2 separate regions of the Mus musculus genome follow, and region 2 is linked to region 1. The links are chromatin contacts, called in public Hi-C maps. All regions are on one chromosome and are shown on one strand. The core of a region is the stretch at or near the end of the contact, and the rest is flanking DNA. Distances in the headings are between cores, read along the strand shown.

What was found. Hi-C and Micro-C count contacts between places; a contact is called where the count stands out from the background.
Region 2: a Hi-C map of Th1 cells shows a contact between it and region 1, with 2.4 times the contacts expected there. A contact is called at or near these places in 2 of 484 Hi-C or Micro-C datasets (Th1 cells and nephron progenitors), 1 of 130 datasets of targeted methods (embryonic stem cells) and 1 of 9 other capture datasets (adipose tissue).

Annotation. Positions count from the first base shown.
Region 1 is chr19:23,272,628-23,277,969 of GRCm38.p6, reverse strand. Smc5 (structural maintenance of chromosomes 5) reads left to right here and starts at 4,073. Exons shown (of 25, transcript NM_001252684.1): 1 at 4,073-4,336. The coding sequence starts at 4,152. Gm33950 (a long non-coding RNA gene) reads right to left here and starts at 4,062. Exons shown (of 2, transcript XR_386613.2): 1 at 3,965-4,062; 2 at 3,611-3,746.
Region 2 is chr19:23,205,740-23,211,345 of GRCm38.p6, reverse strand. Smc5 (structural maintenance of chromosomes 5) reads left to right here. Exons shown (of 25, transcript NM_001252684.1): 23 at 743-922; 24 at 1,000-1,095; 25 at 2,378-4,905. The coding sequence ends at 2,518. Among named protein-coding and RNA genes, the nearest start is that of Mir1192, 59 kb to the right of the region's middle.

The sequences.
Region 1 (5,342 bases), core at 2,824-5,323:
CTGTCGGTAGGGAGGAGTGGGGTGAGAGCATCTCTCCCTTGTCCACACCACCTCAGAGCAGACCAAGGACAGGCCAGCTGAACCTCACTCATGCCCTTGGGTGGGCTCATCTGCTTCCATAATCCAGGGTCAGCTCTACTGTGATACCCAGGAGAGGACACGGCCAGCTCAGCAAAGTGCCTCAGGTAGCAGTTCAGACCGAGGACATCTGCATGGCCTTTGATGGTAACACAGACCCAGACATCCTCCCCCCATCCCCCGTCCCCCGAGAGCAACATGAGCTTAATGTCTTGTGGCCTCAGGTAGTAGCACAGGCCACTCAGATCAGCATGTCCCCCATCGCCATCATGACCCTCAGGCATCCATATGGTCTCTGGTGACATCCACTTAGCATTTGGTGCTAACTCAGGCGACAGACATTGACACAGACCCCAGCCGCAGCAGAACCATGGATACCGAATCCATCAGCAGTGTCTTCTTCTCTCCCATCGCGCCACTGTGTATTCCATCTTCTCCATCTCTTCATCACACATCCACCCATTATAGTGGTGCCCATGGTGGGCACTTGGGTGTCTTTCTTCTGGCTGCCCCAGGCCAGCAGGACAGGGGCAGGTGTTTCTCAAAGTAGTTCTTATCAATGGAATGAAAGACTCCTGATACAGCAAGACAAACGTGTATACTTTCGTGTGTGAGTGAAAAATTTAAAGCATATTTAAGAAGCATATGTTACTAAGTCTACCGGAGCATCTTTGGTTCACGATAATTTTCAATCACACAGAGTCTAACCGAAGATAATTATATAAATCAATAACAATAACAGTATTCAATGAAATTCTAATTACCTAAAATGATTTTATGAAAATGACATGAAAAGTAATATATCAAGTGATGATCAAATACAGTATAGATAATACAATGTCTGTGTGTATTGTATTATTTTTATCTTTGAGAAACAGAAGGAACTCACCATACATGTACAAGAAGACAGATATTAAAACTACACTAAGGCTAGAGAGATGGCTCAGCAGTTAAGTCCACTGACTGTTCTTCTAGAGGTTCTGTGTTCAATTCCCAGCAACCACACGGTAGCTCACAACCATCTGTGATGGGATCTGATGCCCTCTTCTGGTATGTCTGAAGACAGTGACAGTGTACTTACATACATAAAATAAATCTTTTTTTTTTAAACTACACTAAAATCTTAAGAATTAACTTGAATAAAGAAATTACAAGTTTTTTCCCTTTACAATTGTTTTCCTGTGTGCTCCCCAAGTTCCTATGCTTCATGGGAATTGTTTCTATGGTTGGATTTCTTTTTATTGTATGTATGGTGTTGTGTGAGTGAAAGCACACGTGTAAGAGTCAGAGGATACCTTCTAGGAATTGGTTCTCTCTTTCTACTGTGGGACCCCAGATTGCAGCAGATACATTTATGTGCTTCATCATCTTGCTGGTCCAACCTTATCCTTCTTTCAGGATGGTATCTGTTAGCTCTCAGACAGTTCCTATATATAGAAAAGCTCAACCTGGACTATAGAAGGATTCCTGGCATTTAGATAAAAAGCAGCATTCCTCTGGAACTCGTGAAATGCTTTGCTATCTCCCAAGGGAATCATTTCCCTTGCCACTGGCAGAAGGAACCTACGGCTGCACTGACCTGCACATCACAGTCCATGCTGGCCTCCAGGCTCCCCCGCCCCCCCTCACAGATGCTCATTATGCTTTCCCAACCCCCACACTAACATCTTGGCCCCTCTCACCTCCTACTCAGTCTCTTTAAAACCCTCATTCTCCCTGCCCTGCTTTCCTGGAGAGATGGTCTTGGCAGCTTGGAGTAAGCTTTTCCCTTCCAAGCACTGAGCGGCCATTTCAGTGGTTTCTTTACTGTGCTTTCTGATACAGTGGCAACCATGACGAGCCAGTTAAAACCCACAGTATGACTGTCTTTCTGCAGTCATCCAAATTTGGGGATTTGTTCCCAACTTTTAAGTTTAGAAACATAACTTTAACAGCATTCTAAAAGTCTCATCCTGGCACGAAATGGTAACGCTGGTCCCATTAACTCTTTAACTTTAATGGTGAAGCTCTTAAGTCCCACCATTGCTGGTTATATTCTTATTTGTCCATAGAATAAATTCCCTCATAACTAATTACTTGTTCAGAATCTGACTCTCCTCTCCTCCCTCCTTCTCCTTGATAGGATTTGTGATCTTCCTGGCCAGTATACTGAGTGTTGAGACTGCAGGCATACACCACCATGCCTGGCAACCTTTAAGTTCTTGAAGCCAAGAATATACCAGCTATGTGTAGAAGTACTAGCAGCATGGTATCCTAAGCACTGGGTCTTTTTATTTCTTCCTGTTACTTGAACATTTTACAAGGTATTCCTTAATTTTTACACACACACACACAGAGGCACACACACACATCAAGTACCCATAACAAGTTTATATGCTTTCTACAATGATTATGTTTTCTTTCATTTTAACTTTTACTGAGCAGATTCCATTTGTATGAGAGAAAGAAGCAGGGGCCTGCAAAAAGGAGTGTTGGTTCTAGTGGTCAAAAGAGGACTCTACTGCATGGGATTTCTAACTGGCCTCCCCAGGTCTCCTTTCAATGAGTTTTCCACACAGCAAGCAGAATGACTGAAAAGCTTTAATTAGATCACAGGCCTCTCCTACTTAAAACTATTTAATGGTTTATCTTTATTTCCCCATTACCCTAGTCTCTGGCCGGTTATTATTGGTTGGGTGAATGTTGCCTATGGGCTTCAGGGGCATAATCTTTGAAAGGGCTAATGAGATGAACATGGGCACAGGGAGGTAGAGCCATTCCTAAAGAAGCAGGGAATTTAAAGACCCTGAAAGGACCCCTATGGAAGATTTAAAGGAAGGATTGAAGAAAGCGAAGGGGATGGTAACCCCATAGGTAGACCAACAATATCAACTAACCTGAACCCCTAGGAGCTCCCAGAGAATAAGCCACCAACCAAAGAACATACATGGGCTGGTCCAAGGCCACCAGCACATATGTAGCAGAGAGCAGCCTTGTCTGGCCTTAGTGGAAGAGGATGTGCTTAGTCCTGCAGAGACTGGATGCCCCAGGGAGGGGGGATACCAAGGGAGAGGCACCCTCTCAGAGTCAAAGAGGAGGAGCGATGGGGGGGGGGGGGAAGAACTCTGGGGGGGGGAGAGAGACAACATTTGGGTTGTAAATAAGTGAAATGCTTAATTAAATAAAAGAAAGAAAGAAAAGAAAAAAGAAACCCTGAAGGGAGAGGCCATCTGGTGGCTGCACTGGAACTGGTGGCTGCACTAAGGAAGCAGAAGTAGTAAAAGTTCAAGACCAGCCTGGGCTCTCTAGTGAGTAGTAGTCCATCTAGAGCTATATAAAGAGTCTGTCTCAAATAAATAAATAAATGTATGTGCTGGGAGATAGCATGATGGCCCAGTGGTTAAGAGAACGGACTGCTATTCTAGAGGACCTGGGTTCCACTGTCTGTAACTCCGAGATCTGACACCCTCACACAGACATACATACATGCAGGCAAAACATCAATGCACATAAAATAAAAATAAATAAATTATACAATAAAAGGACTAGGAAGTGTGAGTGGGCAAGTAATTAATACACTCTTCACAATCTTGAGAGCATCAGATGGTTGTTAGTGCCATGCTTCCAACAACAGGCACAGTCAACAGGCATCTTTTCTTTGGAGTTCATTTGAGCACCAGGGAAGGAAACTGCAATGTAGAACATAAGACAGATGAAGCCTGGAGTTCTGGGAGGGACCGTTGCAAAGTAGTAACACACACACACACACACACACACACACACACACACACACACACACACACACACACACACACACGAGAAACACACAGAGACACACACAGAGACACACACAGAGACACATACACACACACACACACACACAGACACACACACACACACATCGCACCTCTGAGGCCACCGGGGAGCGTTGGTCGGGGCGTGGCCTCGGGTTTGCGGGGCGGAACCGCGCAAGCGCATCGGGGCCGCGGGGGCGGGGTCAGGCGGGGTCAGTTAGCGCGGGAGCCGGGCGCGGAGGCTCCTGGGCTGCGGCTCGCCGGGAACGGAAGCCGCTGCGGGACGCGGAGGAAGCCAGGATGGCGACTCCGAGCGGGAAGGCTGCTCCCCCCAACCCCCAGGTTTCCAAGCGGTCTCTCCCGAGAGATGCTTCCTCCGAGGTCCCGAGCAAGAGAAAGAACTCGAACCCGTTGCCGACGCTGCCGCGGCCGTCCGGGACCTTCGTCGAGGGCTCAATCGTCCGCATCGCCATGGAGAACTTCTTGTGAGTGGCGGCAGGCCGCGCTGGGCGGGAGCAAGCGGCCCGCAGGCCCGGGGCGGTGGGCTGTGCCCGGCGGTGGGGAACCTGTGCCAGGCTAACCCTGAGGCATTCCCTGCCTAGGCCACGAAGACTGGCCGTGTTGGCTGTAGTAGGCGTGTGGCCTGATGTTTTTATCCACCCAGTGGTTTTGGAAGGCGTCGGCTCTAGGCAGTAGATACGAAGGGGCCGGGTCTCTAGTTTGTTAATCTGCGAATCTCGATCTACCACGGACCTGTGCACTTCACAAAACTCGACAGTTACAGCAGAGTGGCAAATTTTAAAAAGTGTACACGATTTCCAGAATGGGCAGATGACATGGTAATGGTTGTTGATTGGAGATTAGAGTGTACCAAAGAAATTAAAAATCGTGTTCCCAGTTTTTGTACCTCCTTGCAGATTCTTGCCCCGTCCAATCCTCCTTTCTTCCTTGCCCCGACCCCAACTAGTTGAGTAGATTCTAAATGTTACCAGAAATATCATTATCTGTTTATCATCTTAGAGTTATCTTTTCGAGGTATTTTTTCTTAAATGTAGGCTTGCATAATTTATAGACCCTTAATAACAATACCATTTTTTTTTCAAGCAGTTGTGTATCAGGTGTTCGTTTGTTTTATTTACACATCGCTGCGTTTCTACCTGTCTTTGTTGATGACATAAACTCATGGCTATTGTTTTTTTGCCCCGGTCTGTATAGATTCTAATAGCAAAATTGCTAATTTGAATCCTGATCAGGAAAGGTAACTGTACTCAGCATGAGGTTATCTGCTGTAACTTATCTACCCAGGATTTCATGGGAGGCACAGACTGAAAAGGCTAAGTCCATCCCCAACCATCAGAGCTTTGTGAAGAAGATACTAAAGTAGAAAAGGAGGGAAGACGATTACCCAAAGAAGGAACTGCCTGAAAGCCAGTTTGTAATGTTTCGTGAGTGACCTTAGGTAGAATGTAAGAACATAGGTGAATAGAGGTT
Region 2 (5,606 bases), core at 1,641-4,140, 65 kb after region 1:
CTTGGGGTGGTACCATTCTTATACAGAATGTAGACTGGAATAACTGTTGGAGGGGCATCCCATGAGCCAGCCCCTGCCCATCCCACTGACATTCTGTTTCATCCATAAGTATTTGCCACACCTTCTTTATAACTACTTGATGATACTCAAAATAGTGAATAAATAAAACAATTTTGCAGCTCTTAGGCCTCTGCTATGAATATATGCTACATACATACAATTTCAAAGATTTAATGTGAAAAAAGAATGTTAAGTATTCATAGGTAATATTTTATATTGTGATGTTAGAATGACATTTTAAATGAACAAAATATACAATTGAAGCTAATTTTACCTGTTTTCTTTTTGTGTTTTAGAACTATAACTGTTGACTTACCTGTTTCTTGCACTGTGTCTCTCTTGATTAGACACTTACCTTAGGCCATTTAACTGGTTAACTTTAAACGAGCGTTCTGTACTTCACTCTTAAGGTCAGTCTGTATCTCAGTGACCTGGAATGGCTGAGAGAAGTCAGTACATCTCAGAGTCGACAAAAGTTATGTGACACCTAACACAATCTTTTTTTATTAAAGTTTACATTTGTGTGTGTGCACACCCATGTAGGCACTTGAGGACTACTAAATTTTTTAGGTAGTAATTGTTTACATTTGCTTTTATGATTGATATATTTGATATGTTTTCAAATATTGAGTAGAATTGCCACAGAGACAGCACTCATTTTTCAACTTTTTATGTTTTATAGGAAGATTATGATAAATATGGAATCCGGATTAGAGTAAAATTTCGCAGTAGTACTCAGCTGCATGAATTAACTCCTCATCATCAAAGTGGAGGTGAAAGAAGTGTTTCTACTATGCTATACTTGATGGCACTTCAGGAGCTTAACAGATGTCCGTTCAGAGTAGTCGATGAAATTAATCAGGTACAGTGACTCCGTTGGGGGGAGGGGACCACATCCTCTAATAGGTACAAATGTAACAGTTGTTTTTATGGCTTTAGGGTATGGACCCAATTAATGAACGGAGAGTATTTGAAATGGTTGTGAACACTGCCTGTAAAGAGAACACATCCCAGTATTTCTTCATCACACCGAAGGTGAGTAATGATACACTCACAGGAGTCACGCGCTTAGATGCCCCCTGTGTCTTAGTTTTGGAGAAGATTGGGGCTGAGATGTAAATATGAGCAGGAAAACTCCTAAAAGTGAAGCTAAGGGATTATGGTAATGTTTACATTCATAGAGGGACAAGTTGAGTGACATACATAATTGGAAACGTCATCTGTCATCTAAGGAAGCGATGGAGGAGGCACATCATACTGTTCCAGAGCTTAGACTTCGTGCTCACTTCTGACACTCACTGCCCTTCTACACTAATTCTCTTTTGCTAAGAGACTACTGGGAATGCAAGCCCCAGAACTCTCTAGCCTTCTCTGTCACGCCACATACTGCTCCTGTCCTGAATGCCCACTGCTACTACCCTGGCCCTAAATACTGACAGCTGAGCTTTTACAACAGCATAGGAATCTTCATAGAGAATTTTCCATAATCTAGAACTGTTGAAAAGGGAATGTTCCTTTTGTTAACTATAGTGCTGTGGTATGTTATCAAGTAAATAGATTTAAATTTGCTTTTATTAGTAGTCACACTTTTTCCCTTTTTCAACTAAATATTCATAACTAACTCATTGGAGATTCCACCCTAAATGAAATGTACATTTTTTTTAACTTAATCATCTTTTATCAGATCTGTGGGCTAATCAGATCTGCCCCTATTCCATTTCTTTCTTTTTGGCTTTTTGGCTTGTTTGTTTGTTTTTGTTTGTTTTTTTTGTTTTTGGGGTTTTTTGTTTGTTTGTTTTGGGTTTGTTTTTGTTTGTTTGGTTTTGGTTTTTCGAGACAGGGTTTCTCTGTGTAGCCCTGGCTGTCCTGGAACTCACTCTGTAGACCAGGTTGGCCTCGAACTCAGAAATCTGCCTGCCTCTGCCTCCCAAGTGCTGGGATTACAGGTGTGCGCCACCACTGCCCAGCCCTATTCTATTTCTTACCAAACTCCTTGGTTTAGAAACCAAACCTCCCTCACACGTTTCAAACTAGCAGTCTGTCACAGCACAGTTCTTAGCCATAGGAGTTTGAGAGGTGTTTTCAGTGCACACTCTTCCACAGTGTACCTAGGAAGTATATAGTCCTAGCTGACTTGTAAATAGAGAGGATTTCCGGGCAACTGGATATTTCAGGTCAGTAATTAGGCCAGGCTTCAGATATGCTTATTGGAGAGCTGTCAATCTGGCAAGTTGATGAATTGGAACATATGTAAGGCTGAAAATCTGTTTGTCGGTATATACTTGAATTATATGGCAATTTGTTTCAATCCATACAGCTTCTACAGAATCTTCCTTATTCTGAAAAGATGACAGTGTTGTTTGTCTACAATGGTCCTCATATGCTGGAGCCAAACCGATGGAATTTAAAGGCTTTTCAAAGGCGTCGGCGAAGGATAACCTTTACTCAACCTCAGTGAAAGGAAAGAACAGGAGGGGCCTTTGGAGGTTTTTTTCCTTTAACTGTTTATATGTGTCGCTCGCTCAAGTGAATAAAAGTTAGCAGATTTATTGAAAGAGAAAGATTGGTTATTTTTGGAAACCTGCTTTTAAAAACAAATAGGTTGATGAAGTAGAGACCACAGTGACTCTGGGACATTTTCTAGTGAAAACTGAGTCTTCACTTTTGGTGGACATTGCCTCGTTAGTTCTCTGTGAGCACGGGATTGTTGTGTGCAGCTTTGTGCTGCCCCTCAGGTGTGGTGGCCCACATCTAGCCCAGCGTTTAGGAGTAGGAGGCAGGAAGGTTATCAGTTTTTGAGTGGTTTCATGTGTCATAACAGAAAAGGCTATTTCCTGTTGCAAATCGAAGGTATGGCAGCGTGGGATTTCAGTCAGAGTGTTTACTAACTACAACAGTGCTGAGTGCAGAACATTGACTGAGAGAATAAAGGCAACCCAGGATTAGAAATCCCACTTTTCTTCCAGTATTATATCTAGTTCTTACAAACTAGTATGGGAATGGCTGCTTAATAGATAGTGATTGACAGCAGATCTGTTCATTTCTTTGTTTAAAAAAAATAAAGGTTCCCTTATTTTCATAGAAAATATGTTATAGGTAACATGTTATAGGTTACTTCAAAGAATTGGGAAAACATATGCATGAGGCTTCAAAATGACAGGAGGACTTTGAGAGGTCACAAGGTAAAGATGATACAGAATGTGGCTCAGACACTGGCAGGGTGAGATCAGGTGACAGGAGTTAGCGTATAAGTGTTGTCGTAGGGCTTTGTGTGTGTTTGTTTGTTTGTTTGTTTGTTTGTTTAATTTAAAGTTGAATGTATTTTACATCTTACATTTCTAGAAAGCATTTTTATAATTACTTTTAGTAAAATTTTTCTTAAAATTTCATATGCGAGTTTTTACAATTTGTATTTGAAATTTCTCAGTGCTATATAAAGAGCGAAGGCAAAGAATTGATTGAAAAAAGAATCAAATCATGTTTTTAGAATTTGTAGGTCCTTCCTTATACCCAGTATTTTAGAAAAATCTCATATGAATTGTTTTCTTCCACCTTGAAAATATTAATTGAAAACCATTTTTCTCTGAGAATGCTAATTAACAATGCCAAACAAATTCTGTTCTTTGAAAAAACTAAATCTTGAAAGAAAATAGAAATGTCATTGAATAGTGGAATGAACCATATCTTTGATGATACTGACAAAATTATTTTTTTGCTAGCCTGAACAAAGTTTGGGCTTTGTCTATTATCGTAATAGCCAATGAAATTTACATTCTTATTTGGTTAAAAAATAATGGAACATGAGTTTATGTCCTCTCACTTAGACATTTTCTCTTTTAGAAGTTGTATTTCTTTTTAAAACTTGTAAAAGAACCCTCCCCTCTTAGACTAAGTATCATACAGGTAGTATAAAGATATTTTAATAACATTTTTATCAACATGAACAAGTCAAAAAATTAAAAACTTGGTAGCATATTAGTGAAGGCTATTACTAAACATTTGTGTTGTTGCTTGGGTTTCTGATATAATATCTTCACTGATATGTGTTTGATGTAGTTTGGTTTTATATGAAAGAAAGACATACTTAAAACTCACATCATCAGCAATTCCATTTCCGTTTACATATACCAAAAATAATTACATATCATGCTAACAAGCTTTCAGAGAGCAAAATTAATGTTCTGTTTTATATTGAACTTTGGGCTGGGAAGGATAAATTATGTATCATTCATCATATTAAAAATAGTCAAACATAATATAATGTCATTTTCTGCAACTGTTGATTTTTTAAATTACATTCAAATTGTAAAAATTCCAGGTAAAAGCCTGATGTGATAAATAAAATATTTAAAACCTGACGGTTAAAAATATTTTTAATAACTAAATTTTTACATTGATTTGCCTAAGGTCAGTCTCTGTTAGGAAGTTTTTCATGTTCAAAAAAAGAAAAAAAAGGGGGGGTTGTTTTGGTTTTTTTGTAAGATTTATTTATTTTATGTGAATAATTGTTTTGCCTATATGTATGTCTGTATACCTGGTACTTGCTAAGGCTGGAAGAGAGCATCAGATCTCCTAGGAGTGGAGTTAAAGGTAGTTTGAACTGGTATATGGGTGCTGGGTATAGAAATTGGGTCCTGTGGAAGAGCATCCAGTAGACTTAACCACTGAGCCATCTCTCCAGTTCCAAACAGAGATTTCTTGCTGCTTTCCAATAGCCTTGGACATAAGCACGTCAGGGGCATCACTTCATTCTGGTTTGTGTAAATGTAATTGACTAAAACTATGTTGTAAATGCTACTTTGTTGGTAATAAATACGTATTTTTCCATTGGTATAGGTTATTTAAGATGAGAGTATTTTAATACTTTAAATTTCTTAAAACACATTTTTATTTTCAGGATTACAAAAAAAAAATCAATGTCTGTTCGAGTTTTTACTATTTATGATGCAGAGTTTAACAGCCTATTTGTGTTCCAAAGATAAAAACTTAGTCTTTTGTCCATTTGCAGTGGAATTAGAATCTAATAGCAGTAAACATGGGGAAAGCTTGAAAGCATCCACAGAAGCTGTGCTAGAAGGCAAGAGTAACTGTTCTTGTTGACACTGACTTTTCTGAAACCATGCACAACCGCCAAGTTATCTTACTATTTCTTACATTGACTTAGTACTCAAAGCAACCTTTTAAAATATATCTTGAGTCAGAATGCTTTACCACTTGCATACAGTTATTCAGCTGCTTGCACACTAGCAAGATGAAGACATAGCTAATTCACAGGTTTTACCTGAGAATCAGGCTGGTGAGGGAACCTAGCATCAGAGTTGGTACTTTAGTAATCTTTACTTTTTTTCTTAGTTTGCATCTTTTGAGCTGTGAAGTACTATGTCTGAATTGAAAGCAAAATTAGCATAAAGGTTTTTCTGTTACTAGTGTTATTTGTTCACAGGATGCAGGTAGTGATGGACTTTACATGATACATACAAGTATTTCATATACCATATAAGTTTCATAAAATCTGAAGATGAGCTCTAAGGGCTTGCCTCTCTCTT